2 separate regions of the Bombyx mori genome follow, and region 2 is linked to region 1. A link is a contact called in public Hi-C data. All regions are on one chromosome and are shown on one strand. The core of a region is the stretch at or near the end of the contact, and the rest is flanking DNA. Distances in the headings are between cores, read along the strand shown. Region 1 overlaps LOC101740714 (serine/threonine-protein kinase MARK2). Region 2 overlaps LOC101740714 (serine/threonine-protein kinase MARK2).

Evidence for each region. A called contact is a pair of places that touch in the nucleus more often than the background predicts.
Region 2: a Hi-C map of midgut shows a contact between it and region 1, with 2.8 times the contacts expected there. The contact joins two enhancer-like sites. A contact is called at or near these places in 5 of 7 Hi-C or Micro-C datasets (middle silk gland, midgut, posterior silk gland and 2 more).

The regions. Positions count from the first base shown.
Region 1 is chr24:6,987,227-6,993,647 of ASM3026992v2, reverse strand. All of the region lies in intron 1 of LOC101740714 (serine/threonine-protein kinase MARK2), which reads right to left. Among protein-coding and RNA genes, the nearest start is that of LOC134201253, 6.2 kb to the left of the region's middle. Within about 2 kb of position 2,442, at least 8 of the 8 cell types and tissues checked have open chromatin away from gene starts, as enhancers often do.
Region 2 is chr24:7,074,917-7,081,345 of ASM3026992v2, reverse strand. It overlaps LOC101740714 (serine/threonine-protein kinase MARK2), which reads right to left. Exons shown (of 23, transcript XM_062675698.1): 5 at 5,380-5,487; 6 at 4,677-4,799; 7 at 3,076-3,211; 8 at 1,729-1,864; 9 at 249-433. Among protein-coding and RNA genes, the nearest start is that of LOC134201253, 81 kb to the right of the region's middle. Within about 2 kb of position 1,770, at least 5 of the 8 cell types and tissues checked have open chromatin away from gene starts, as enhancers often do.

The DNA of each region.
Region 1 (6,421 bases), core at 1,193-3,692:
CACGTTATGATCTTTATGGGCTCCTCCAAGTCAACATCAAATATGCTGAGGAGAGACTGTCTGCGCAACTTGAGCAAAAAAAAAGAACAAATTCACACAGAAACCGTCCAGAATTACAGTTAGACGAGCTAGCCGCGTGACTCATCGGATCTCGACAGTGCGCACAATGAATCGGTCGAGAGCTTTATCTAGTCCAATGTAATATTGTAACGTTGCTTTCAAATTTACACTCTTATTGCTTTATTCATATTACCGGTTATTGAAACATACGACGCATCACTCTTTTTTTCCCCTACCTATGCTGATAGCCTTGAGAGACTATGTCAGCTTCGCCCTAACGTGTAAGTGAGCTCACAGGGCTCAAACCGGAGTGTTGCTAAACTAGCCCTAGCAAGAGCAGTGCTTCGCAGAATCTACCACCGAATCTGAAACGCGACCCACTGAGAAGATCCGGCGAGAAACTCAGTGGGCCGAATCACTCAGTTCAGCATGATTGTGAACAAAATAATTAAACCACGTAAATATTTCCGAATGCTTGGAACCATAAGTCCATAAACACTTATTTTCGATAGGTTTTTTTTCTTATAGTTTCCTACAGGGAGTGTTGCCCGGGGAATTTTTTTTAGAATTCCATCAATTCAAATTCAAATTCAAAATCATTTATTTCAACTTGGATGTCATCAAAAACACACTTGTTGAATGTCAAAATGTAAAAGAAAATGTTAACTCTACCACCGGTTCCAAAAAAAGCCACAGTCCTGAGAAGAACCGGCGAAACAAACTCAGCGGGCTTTTTTTTTTTTTTTTTAATTTTCTCAACTATTTTCTTTTTTTAAACAAGAAAACATATTTACAGTATACAAAAAAACAAGTCAAAAAAATACAATTCAAATAAATAATAATAATAATGAAAAATGAAAAGGCCAGGAGCGAACGCCTCATTCCCACGTAGTGCCATCTAGTAAAAAATCCTTAACTTTATAATATGCCTTGTTGCACAAACGTTCCTTGACAGTTTTCTTAAATCTATGAACAGGTAGTAATTGAACGTTTTGTGGGATCTTGTTGAAAAGTTGTACACCCAGCCCCCTGAAAGAGTTGCTTATTTTCTTAATTCGAGCCGCCGGCAACGTAAGCCTATGTTTGTTCCTAGTGTTCACATTATGCAAATCGCAGACTCTGGGGAATTCTATAATGTTTTTACGCACGTACAATAAATTTTCAAAAATGTATTGGGACGCTAAAGTTAGAATTTTGATTTCCTTAAACTTGTCCCTCAAGGATTCCCTCGGGTGCATATTATAAATAGCATGAATAGCCCTCTTCTGCAGGATGAAAATCGTTTCGACATCGGCAGCATTGCCCCATAGCAAAATGCCATAGGACATAACACTATGAAAATAACTGAAATAAACTAGACGTGCCGTATTTTCATCAGTATACGTTCGTATTTTTTTTACCGCAAACGCTGCAGAACTAAGTCTATTCGCTAGCTTGCATATGTGAGGACCCCACTGCAGCCTGGAATCAACTGTTATACCAAGAAAAACTGTCGAATCAACAAGCTCCAGTGTCTCTCCACTTACAATGATATTAGTGTCTACTTGTCTAACATTAGGTGTGGTAAATTTTATACATTTTGTTTTTTTGTTATTTAATAACAGATTATTAACACTAAACCAATGTACCACGCGCGAGATAGCATCATTCACATCGTCATAATCTTCCAATTGTCGTTTAATTTTAAACAATAAGGATGTATCATCAGCGAATAATACGACCTCGTGACGGGTTTCAATAAACTTTGGTAAATCATTGATATACACAAGAAATAAGAAGGGACCCAATATGGAACCCTGAGGAACACCCATATTAAGTAAGACACCGGAAGATCTCTTTCCTTTAACGTCTACCTTTTGGATTCTTCCGGAATGAAGCCGAGTTCATCCCTAACACCGAAAACGATTGGAAACTTCGACAATGCCCTTTTAAATGCCATTATGACGTACTCTTTGACTAGGATCCTGTGTCCTTTCGCTGTGCTACGACACATGATTCTTTCCTTCTTAAAAAAAAAGCTATTGTCGACTGTTCTTACGTGAAGAAATATAAGCAGAAGTCTTCAGAAGAGCTCAACGGTTGGCAGCCCAGTTCGGGACCACTGAATGCTATCATTTAACATTCAGACCTTCGGTATACCGGTGACAGATCTTCACTTTGTCGTTACCAATCTATTACTTTATGGAAGGAAGGATTACTGATGGCCCCAAACCCTTTCCAGTTTTACCAAGACCGGTGGGCGAACGCGGTCTTAACCAGGAGACCTGTAGTTATTATATAACCGTGTTGCACGTTTGTACCACACGCTTCAATCTGTGCAACGCAGACGTCGAAATGCAATAGTTGCGACGGCGCAATGCGTGAGTCACACGGTCGCCAGAGGTACGGCGACCGACCGTGTAATTTATTCAAACATTTACATTACATTACACACACACAAACACAGTGCGCTGGTGTAACTGGTGTAACTATCCAACGGTCGGTCTTTCGACGTTCTGTAGGTGTGCTTAGTGCTAGTTTTTTAACGTTCTCGATAGCGTAAACGTTAACTCTGTATGCAATTGGAACAGCACCCCAAGCAGCAAACGTAGGCCGTTCCGACTCCATATTAACCGCGAATTGGCAAACGTAGTGCAGGAAAGCCTCAGTTTTGATGGAGTGGCGATCTATGCAGGGTGGCTGTCTAGAGCTGGATGAGAGAAGCCGATGATCGTGCTCGGTGGAGTGCAATTGTAGAGGCCTCTGTCCAGCACTCGACTGCTATAGGGTGATGATACATGTAGAATAGGCACAGGTAGATAATCGCAGGGTATAAAATAAAACTTCCACTGTTCCAAGATCTTCTGTTATAAAAATTAATTAACACTTTTATTAGGCCTTGCTGATTTTTTGACAGTCTTCGCCATCTTTCTTTTTCTCTGTCATTCTCTTTTCCCTTTCTTTCCGTTTTCTCTCACTCATATCTTAACGCTCCGTTCCTCAATCTTTTCATACGTTCCGTTCTTACCAATCCTACATACATTATACGTAATCGCCTATACTGAAATCGCTTTTTTTCTAGATATTTTATTTCGAGCGAAATGTTTACTCAGTCTGGACCACGAAAACCAAAATATTTGAAACGTAGCAAATAAAAAAATGACGTAAAAATTAAGCCATAAGAGTATTATTAATTATTTACTCAATTACGAATATATTTTTCATCACAACGAAGCCTTATTGCTCGAAAATTTTAAAATTATTGAAATATTTCTAGACGTCATAACCACTTCCATAATTTTTGTACCACAAAAATTTACGAATAATCAACAGATACGGAAGTAAATAAGTGGAAACTTTAAAAAAAAACATCAAATCAACAATGCTCATAAAAAGAAAAAAGAAAAATTACAATAAAAAACAAATTAATCTTTTTCAAAGCTCTGCTATATTTAAAATCAATAGTCGTGTCATCTGAGTGTCAACCAATTTTACACCGTATTCCGTAAACTTAAGACATGTCGTTTAATAGTAACAATGGACTACCTACCTACTTGCAAAGTTCACAGACCCACCTATATACAAACGTGGGTTTCAAAATGAAGTTGCAAAAACTATTAACCCCCACTACCACAATATGAAAAGAGAGCGAGAACACATTCTAAGCCCAAATAAGGCTTTTGCACACGACAATGTCTATTTATGTCTGTATTTGTCAACCTGAGCAATCTGGTGACGTGAATTTAAGTTACTGGTCCCGCCATCTAGCGGACAATTCCTTAATTAATACGAATCAGGTTTCAATGTTACAATACAAGACAGCAGAACTAAAAGCCTTGATCAGTAATAATAACTAGCAACACAAATTTATTTATCGTAGTGGAACTATTTATTTAGATTTATTCAATTGTTTAGATAAAACTGGAAGTCATAAAAAAAAACAAGAAAATAATAGTGAAATTTTTGTGTAGTAATTTTAGATTCATTTAGTTTCAACAAATATTTACATATTAAACATAATAACTTATGTACATTTAGTACCTAGCTATTCAATTATGCTACAGTACGAAAATGAGATTTCGCATCAGAAGAGCCGCCATCTATGATTTAATAGACAAATGAACATCATTGCCTTGCTAATTTTTGCTATAGAAATAACAAAGGTATATTCATATGCAATTCAAGGCTATGCACATCTTTATTTATTGTAATAATTAATTCTTTACAAATTTATAAAATAAAAATATAACACGTTCTGTACCGTACAATCTACAACTATTCACCGCTAGATGGCGTTTTACAATACGCATTATGTGAATTTTATGAATGCCGGTTACATTAGCTTTTCATCATTTTATTAAGGTCGTTTTATTTACCGCCTAAAAAAAAAAAGAAAACAAGTTTCAGAAAGTGCCTTTTTTCTTAATTATAAAAATATGGAATCTCTTGCATTCAATTACAATTATTTTTAATGTTGATTTTGGCACACTAGTCTCCGTTATTTCTCGGCAAAGTCAATATCTCTCCGAGAGTATATTTTCCAAGAATTTCACTGACTCAACGTATTTTCATATGGATTCATATGAGGTCTCCGATATCATATTTTAAACCAAACACCTCAAAATTACATACTGTACCGGCATACCAGCGTCCTTTTGTGTTTTAAAGAAGCAGTAATCCGTATGAAGGATAGGCAAACCCTTTTTTGACGTAAATTGATAGTCCAGTTCACTTCTCATCTAATCTCAATTGGTTAACGACATCCGTAGACACTATAACGTAAATGTGCAAATCCTTCATATCAAAAAGAGATACGACGTCAAAAATCTTAATAGCACAATACAAGTGAAACCCCTTCCTCAAATTACCTCCTATTTGCTGGTGCTAGGACCTCATGTGAGTCAACACGGGTAGGTACCACTACCCTGCCTATTTCTGCCTGAATCAGTAATGCATTTCGGTTTGAAAGGTGGTTGGCGCATTTACGTTGTAGATGTCTATGGGCTCCAGTATCACTTAACACCAGGTGGACTGTGAGCTATATTTATTTCATGACGTTTTTGAGCATCGTGGAATTCGTTCCTAATCACATATGTTCGATACGTACTTGTAGTATAAGTACATAAGGCGTCAACATAAGCAACTACATAAATGCCATTAGAAGTATTATTATATCAAAACCATGCGATCTTCTTTTTTTTTTTTTTTTCCTACCTAAGCTGATAGCCCTAGCGGCTATTTCAGCGTAACCCTAACTTTAGTAGGTGAGCTCACGGGGCTCAAACCTGACGATGTTGCTAACACGAACCCTAGCAAGAGTCGTGCTTCGCAGAATCTACCACCGGATCGGAAACGCGACCCACTGAGAAGATCCGGCGAGAAACTCAGTGGGCTGTGTCTGAGAGTTAATTTACTCGTCGAGCCCTTCGTCGCAAGCGACGGGTTCGACGAGAACGGTGACCGGTGCTTGAAGTACCTAAAAGCACCGTTAGTGGATCGGGAGGATCCGAGATGACGTGTTTTGGGCGACGTCGACTGCTTTCCATTCTGTCCGCAGGATCGGGAATGGCGATCTTCGCTTCGTGACCAAGCAAGTTTTATTTTTATTGCCCTTGTAGGTAGACGAGCATACGGCCCACCTGCGGTGAGTGGTTACTGTCGCCCATGGACTTGAGCAATGCCAGGGGCAGAGCCGAGCCGCTGCCTACCGTTTAATACTCTCCACAAGCCTCATTTGAAGAAGAATATGTCATAGCGCTCGGGAAACACCGTGGAGGGAAGGTCATTCCAAAGCCGGATGGCAAAACTATACTCCGGTGGCGGGCGGTGCGATGTTAAAAACGAGATGATGGTATCAATTTAAACAATTCCCATGGGACACACGGTACAAAATACCATCAGCACATAAACTGCTCATCAAATATTCTAACCTTCATCACACGATTCTACATTCAGCTGGATCGTACTAATAGACGGTGGGACGAGATAAGATAAGATTCTCACGCTTCGAACGAGGCATTAAGACTATTTTTAACACACAATTTACACTAACACAAAACTCTTTTTATTTGTTATAGAATTATACAGGGCTGTCGCGAGAGTTTTATTTAGTAGTAGGCACGTAGTCAAAAAAATAACACTATAAATAGACGATTCAAATCTTAACAAACTTACGATTGGAAAACACTATATTAAAACAAAATTCGAGTGTTTTTTTTTTTTTTTTTTTTTTTTTTTTATTTCCACTTTCCTAAAACGTGATGACCCTGAAAATTTTCGGTTACGGGCACATAGTTACAGAAAGAACTAATCAAATATTAGTTTAAAGACATTAATATCAACAGGCGAGATTACTGTTTTTATTTCTAGTTACCAACGGCCG
Region 2 (6,429 bases), core at 521-3,020, 88 kb before region 1:
TTTTTGGAAATTGTTAAAAAAAAATCTGGTAAGTACATTAACTTATTGCCAACCTAAACTAGACTCATTTTAATAGAACAGAACTCAATTCAGTGGAATTTTATATGCCAAACGAAAATCGACTTTATTTAATTCGCAATAAGGGTTATTTTAGATCGAATTGCGATATACAAATTCTCAATTATTAAAACTCGCGGACAATGCAGATAGGGGGATGGATGGGAGGGCAGGGGTGCGACACAACGTACCTATCCGCTTGTGGTCCTTGAAGTCCTGCTGCGGCTCGACGTAGGGCCTGAGTTCGTCCTCCTCGTATCCGGTGTTCATCCATTTGTCTCGCATTATGCTCTCTAGGGACGCACGCTTCGCAGGATTCAGGACGAGGAATTTCTTTAAAAGATTCTCGCAGTCCGTTGACATGTAGAACGGTATTCTGGAGTTTTATAAAAAAAAAACCAAAAAAGAATTGTATTAGAAAACGATACTGTACAGTGTATAAGTTACGGTAAAAGTAGATTTTGCGGCAAATGTTTTACTGGTGGTAGGACCTCTTGTGAGTCCGCGCGGGTAGGTACCACCACCCTGCCTATTTCTGCCGTGAAGCAGTAATGCGTTTCCGTTTGAATGGTGGGGCAGCCGTTGTAACTATAATTGAGACCTTAGAACTTATATCTCAAGGTGGGTGGCGCATTTACGTTGTTGATATCTATGGGCTCCAGTAACCACATAACACCAGGTGGGCTGTGAGCTCGTCCACTCATCTAAGCAATAAAAATAAATAAAAAATGTACACATTTTCCGGTAAATGTGCACATTTGCCTCCTCGTTTGGGTAATGTGCATTCAACTAACAAAGAAGGCAAATGTACATTGAATTCACAATGACCATGTCGTTTTGGTAAATGTGAGCATGACATACAAAATGCGAAATCGCAAGTGCTAGTAATGTGGTGCGCATGCGCATTCTTTGTTAGTTGAATGCACATTTCCCAAACGAGGAGGCAAATGTGCATGCACGTTTACCGGAAAATGTCAAATGTCAATCAACCGGAAAAGGTCAAACCCGCAAAATTATAATTTGCGTAATTACTGGTGGTAGGACCTCTTGTGAGTCCGCGCGGGTGGGCACCACAGCCCCGCCTGTTTCTGCCGTGAAGCAGTAATGCGTTTCAGTTTGAAGGGTGGGGCAGCCGTTGTAACTATACTGAGACCTTAGAACTTATATCTCAAGGTGGGGAGCGCATTTACGTCGTAGATGTCTATGGGCTCCAGAAACCACTTAACACCAGGTGGGCTGTGAGCTCGTCCAGTAATCTAAGCAATAAAAAAAAATGTGTACATTTGCCGGTAAAAGTGTACATTTCCCAAGAGTGTACATTTACCGTAACATATACATTGCTAGTATCAATTCTCAAAGAATACCAAATTACGTGTCATGTGATTTTAATTCTATTAATTAAAATCGTCAAAAATATGACACATAATTATTATTTTTTTGCTTAATAGACACGTACGAAGAAGGCAAGACATTGATAAGGCATAGTAAATAACATTTTGTAAAAATTCATTATCTAACCGCGTTCTGTTTAATTAACGCGAAGCAATAATTCATTCGATAAAAACACACCTACAAATTTATTTTATAATAACGCCATCTAGCGACATCGTCATAAACTATTTAGTTCCAGACGGCGACACAGAGATGTCGCTAGTGTGTGTGTGCACGTACCTGTATTTCCCTCGCAGCACCCTCTCGCGTAGCTCCCGGAGCGTGGAGCCGTCGAAGGGCAGCGAGCCGGAGACCAGCGTGTAGAGGATCACGCCCAGAGACCACACGTCGACCTCGGGACCGTCGTATTTCTTGCCTGTCATTTTTATAGTACAGCGAATAAGTACACTTTACACCGAATACCTATGAAAAGCAGTTAAAAGAGGGACTCGAATGTAAATGTAAGTCGTCGTGGCCTAAAGGATAAGACGTCCGATGCATTCGTGTTGAAGCGATGCACCGGTGTTCGAATCCCGCAGGCGGGTACAAAATGTTCTAATGAAATACCTACTTAACAATTGACTTCGACTTGGCTAATTTTTTTTTATTGCTTAGATGGGTGGACGAGCTCACAGTCCACCTGGTGTTAATTGGTTACTGGAGCCCATAGACGTCTACAACGTAAATGCCGCCACCCACCTTGAGATATAAGTTCTAAGGTCTCAAATATAGTTACAACGGCCCTTCAAACCGAAACGCATTACTGCTTCACGGCAGAAATAGGCGGGGTGGTGGTACCTAGCCATGCAGACTTACAAGAGGTCCTACCACCAGTGAAAAAAGGCCAGTTCACGATCTGTTATGATACGTCCAGCCCTGCCTAGTTGTGATCGTTACGAAAATAGAATCACAACCTTAGAAACGACTAGCTGTACCCGTCCGCTTCGCTGGCCATTCAAAATTAACATTATTATTTCTCACCCCCACAAAGATTCTCATCATTAACGCCCCCGCAACCGGTGTAGGGTGTCCAACGCTCATATAAATAATAGTCTATCCATTAAGTACATGTATTTTCTACATGGATACCAAGTTTCAAGTCAACCGGATGCACGGTTCAGTAGTTATAACGGAGCATCCGTAAAAACCACTGTAGATTTATGTATACTAATATTATAAAGAGGAAAGATTTGTTTCTTTGTATTGAATAAGCTCCGAAACTATAGAACCGATTTGAAAAATTATTTCACTGTTTGGAAGTTACACTATTCCCGAGTGACATAGACTATATAATTTTTTTTTTTTTTTAAATTGAGATCCTTACTAAAACTCCAATAATGTAATCCAAGGTGTAAAAAAATTACCTAAAATATTCTTCGTAATATCATAAATAATCGCGTGCACTGCGAAAACTATTTATGATAGAATAAAATAATGTCGCGACAGCATATGTCTAACAATTATAGTTATGCCGCAATAAGTGTTCTTTTATTTTAAAAAATAAAACAATGTCAAATACCGTTGAAATTTTTGTTAAAGACCCGAGCGGAGCCGGAGCGGGCCGCTTGTATATTAATATAGACAAACCTTGGAACAGTTCAGGGGCTGCATAGGGCGGACTGCCACAGAAGGTGTCCAGCTTCGCTCCCGGCGTGAACTCGTTAGAGAAACCGAAATCGGCAATCTTAATGTTCATCTCGCCGTCTAATAAAAGATTCTCGGCCTGAAATAACAATACACGAATGTGAATCGAGAGCTTTGTCTGTTTGATTGTCCTATCTTATTCCAATGCAAAAGATTGACGTGATTTTTCACAGATTTCTATAGTCTTACCCAACAATGTCATCCAGCTATCTAACGATCACCATTTCACCCTTGAAACTCACGTGTAATCACAAGACCCTTCAACCACCATCAATATGATTTTTACCAGATTATGTGCCCAGGTCGAGTGACCACTAATACAACAGCGTGAACTTTACCGAATATCTTAACGTTTAACAGATCATAATGGAGGAAATAACTCGCAACCTATTTAGCCCACAAACGTCCACGGATGGACATGGGGTTCAGCAAGACTCGCCACAATCAAGGGACCTGCGCTGCCTCTTTCCAGTGGATTCCCGCGACCTTCAAGAGCTCGTCGGTCGACCTTGTGTGGGAGGCCTACCCACGCTACGTCTTCAGATATTCACTCAAAAACTCAAAACCTAATGAGACAACGTTACACAATAAAACCGTGACTTGAGGTCGACCTCAACTCTCGAGGTATACACATCGTTGTGTCTACACTGTGACATCTTCAGCACATTTAGAACAATAAATAAAAAAGACGCGTGCAATTCACGTACGTAAGAAGTGAATCGTTTCGAATCGTTCCATCTCATTCCCTCCAACGGCTTTATATAAGTTCATCTTACTTTAGTGTCGCTTTTACGTTTCATTAAATATCAAAATGACAACGGTCCCAAACATAAGCCTCCCTTCAAAAAACCTTACATAAGGACACTAGGATCGAAACTATAGTTTATCTATACTAATATTATAAAGCTGAAGAGTTTGTTTGTTTGAACGCGCTAATCTCAGGAAGTATTGGTCCGATTTGAAAAATTCTTTCAGTGTTAGATAACCCATTTACTGAGGAAGGCTATAGGCTCACGCTATATATCATCACGCTAAGACCAATACAAGTGGAGCACCAATAAATAATGTTTCAAAATAGGGGTTTAAATAGCTCCTTTAACATTCTATAATACAAAAATATTTTCACTTTCTACGTAAATCAGCGGTCGGGGAACTTTTTTAAATTATTACCCCAAAATATTTTTGTGTAGGTTGATATTACCCCATGGCGAAGAACAAAAAAAAACGAAATCGCTTCTTTTTAGCATCTTTCATATTAAAGCTCCTTGGATAATTTAGAAAAGAAAACAATAACTAAAAATTTTACGATTCTAAAGAAGTTTCACTTCAATATATACTTTTTACTCACAAAAGTTTCATTTTTACCCCCCTAAAATTTCATTTCAATAAAACTACCCCATGTGGGGTAATTTACCCCGGTTCCCAGACCGCTGACGTAAATGTAGTGGGGGTAACATTAAACGTTACGCCAAAGTAACTATTCCACGCGGACGGAGTCGCGGCTTAAAGCTTAAAGTGATTAATATTATTATAGTCCTTATTACCTTGAGATCCCTATGTATGATCCGTTTCTGGTGGCAGTATTGGACGGCCGAAACTATCTGCCTGAACTTAGCACGGGCCTCCTTCTCCTTCATGCGGCCGTGTAGCACTAAATAGTCGAACACCTGTAACATTTTCGTCCTCGTTAATGATCGTTAATTCTTAATAAATTTTCACATAGGACCCAAAACGATTCGAAAACCAAGCAGATAAATCACTACATAGTATAAAACAAAGTCGCTTTCTCTGTCCCTATGTATGCTTAAATCTTTAAAACTACGCAACGGATTTTGATGCCGTTTTTTTTAATAGATAGAGTAATTGAAGAGGAAGGTTCATATGTCCATTAACATCCAATAACATCCATTAAATAGTGGAGAAATCAATAATAAATTACAGTTTCCGAAGCGAGGCGAGGGCGGGTCGCTAGTTAATAATAATTAATAACCTCTTGAAAGCCCGAACGTGTAGGTTTCACAACCTTAATTTGGCAATTCGGTTTGAAAAATGTAGCACCCGTTGTAATCAAAATAAAACTGACATTTACAACTCCTGCAGGGTGGCAGCATTCACGTTGTTGGGTGTCTATGGTATCCGGTAATTACTAAATACAATATTCGTAATAACTTAAATTGGTGGTCTCCGATCTCGTCCAGCCCTAAAAATGGCATTAAAAATATTCGTATTGCTATGAAGACGACTCACCTCTCCACCCGAAGCATATTCCATGACCAGGTAAAGTGTCTTTTCAGTCTCTATAACTTGGAAGAGCTTCACAATGTTCGGATGATCAAGCATTTTCATTATTCGCACCTGGAAAAAAAACCAAAAGGTACAAAATCAAAGAGACGGTCTTGTATTATGGACCTTGGTTAAGGAACTGTTTTCTTTGCCCTAAGTTTTCCATGGAACAAAAATATTTACGTTTTTAAAAGTTCTCTCAACGATCACTGAATTAATTGTGTGAAATTCCGTCACCTGTCTTGAGATAGAACGTCTCAATTGTATTACGTACAGACTGTCTCAAGGTTTTGAGCGTGGCTGTACGGTATCGCCCTAGAACTTCCACCACCACCAAACCATCTTGGCGTAGATGTCACAAAAGGCGGTCAAGCGAACCACCGACAACAAACAACACACTGCGATCACCAACTGGTATTTACTGGTGGCAGAGCATATTGCGAGCTCGCAAAGGTAGGTCCTGCCTACTTCTAATGAGAAATAGTTATATGGTCCTTCGTTATATGGACTCCCACCTCCCATTTCAAGGTGGGTTAAGACGGCATTTAGACTATGATGGGTAAGGGCTTCAGCAACGACTTTACACCAACAGAGACCTAAGCTTGTTCACACAATAAACCCTAATATTGACCGCAAATACGCAATAATAACAGCGCGCCAATTGACTTTCCGGTGTACACCAGACTAACAGACGCAGCAGAGCTTCGAATACAAAAAAAGGTGTATGGTGTCGTGGGACACAGAATAGGAACGAAGTTCCTTATTATAAAAATATTAATTTTAAGTTCTATTCGAGGTATAAAGAAAATAAAACTGGAGGTTTCGCAACAACCCACGGTCATTCGGTAACGTGCGAACTTATTGTGGTACACTTCATTCACGGTTGTTTGCATAAGAGTTAGTGTATTGTGCAAACGAACGCTCTGAGATCGTGGTCAATGAATGATAAAAAATATGTTTTTGTACGTTATTACAAAGTTAAGTCGTACACTGTGTGCAGTACTAATTTGTACG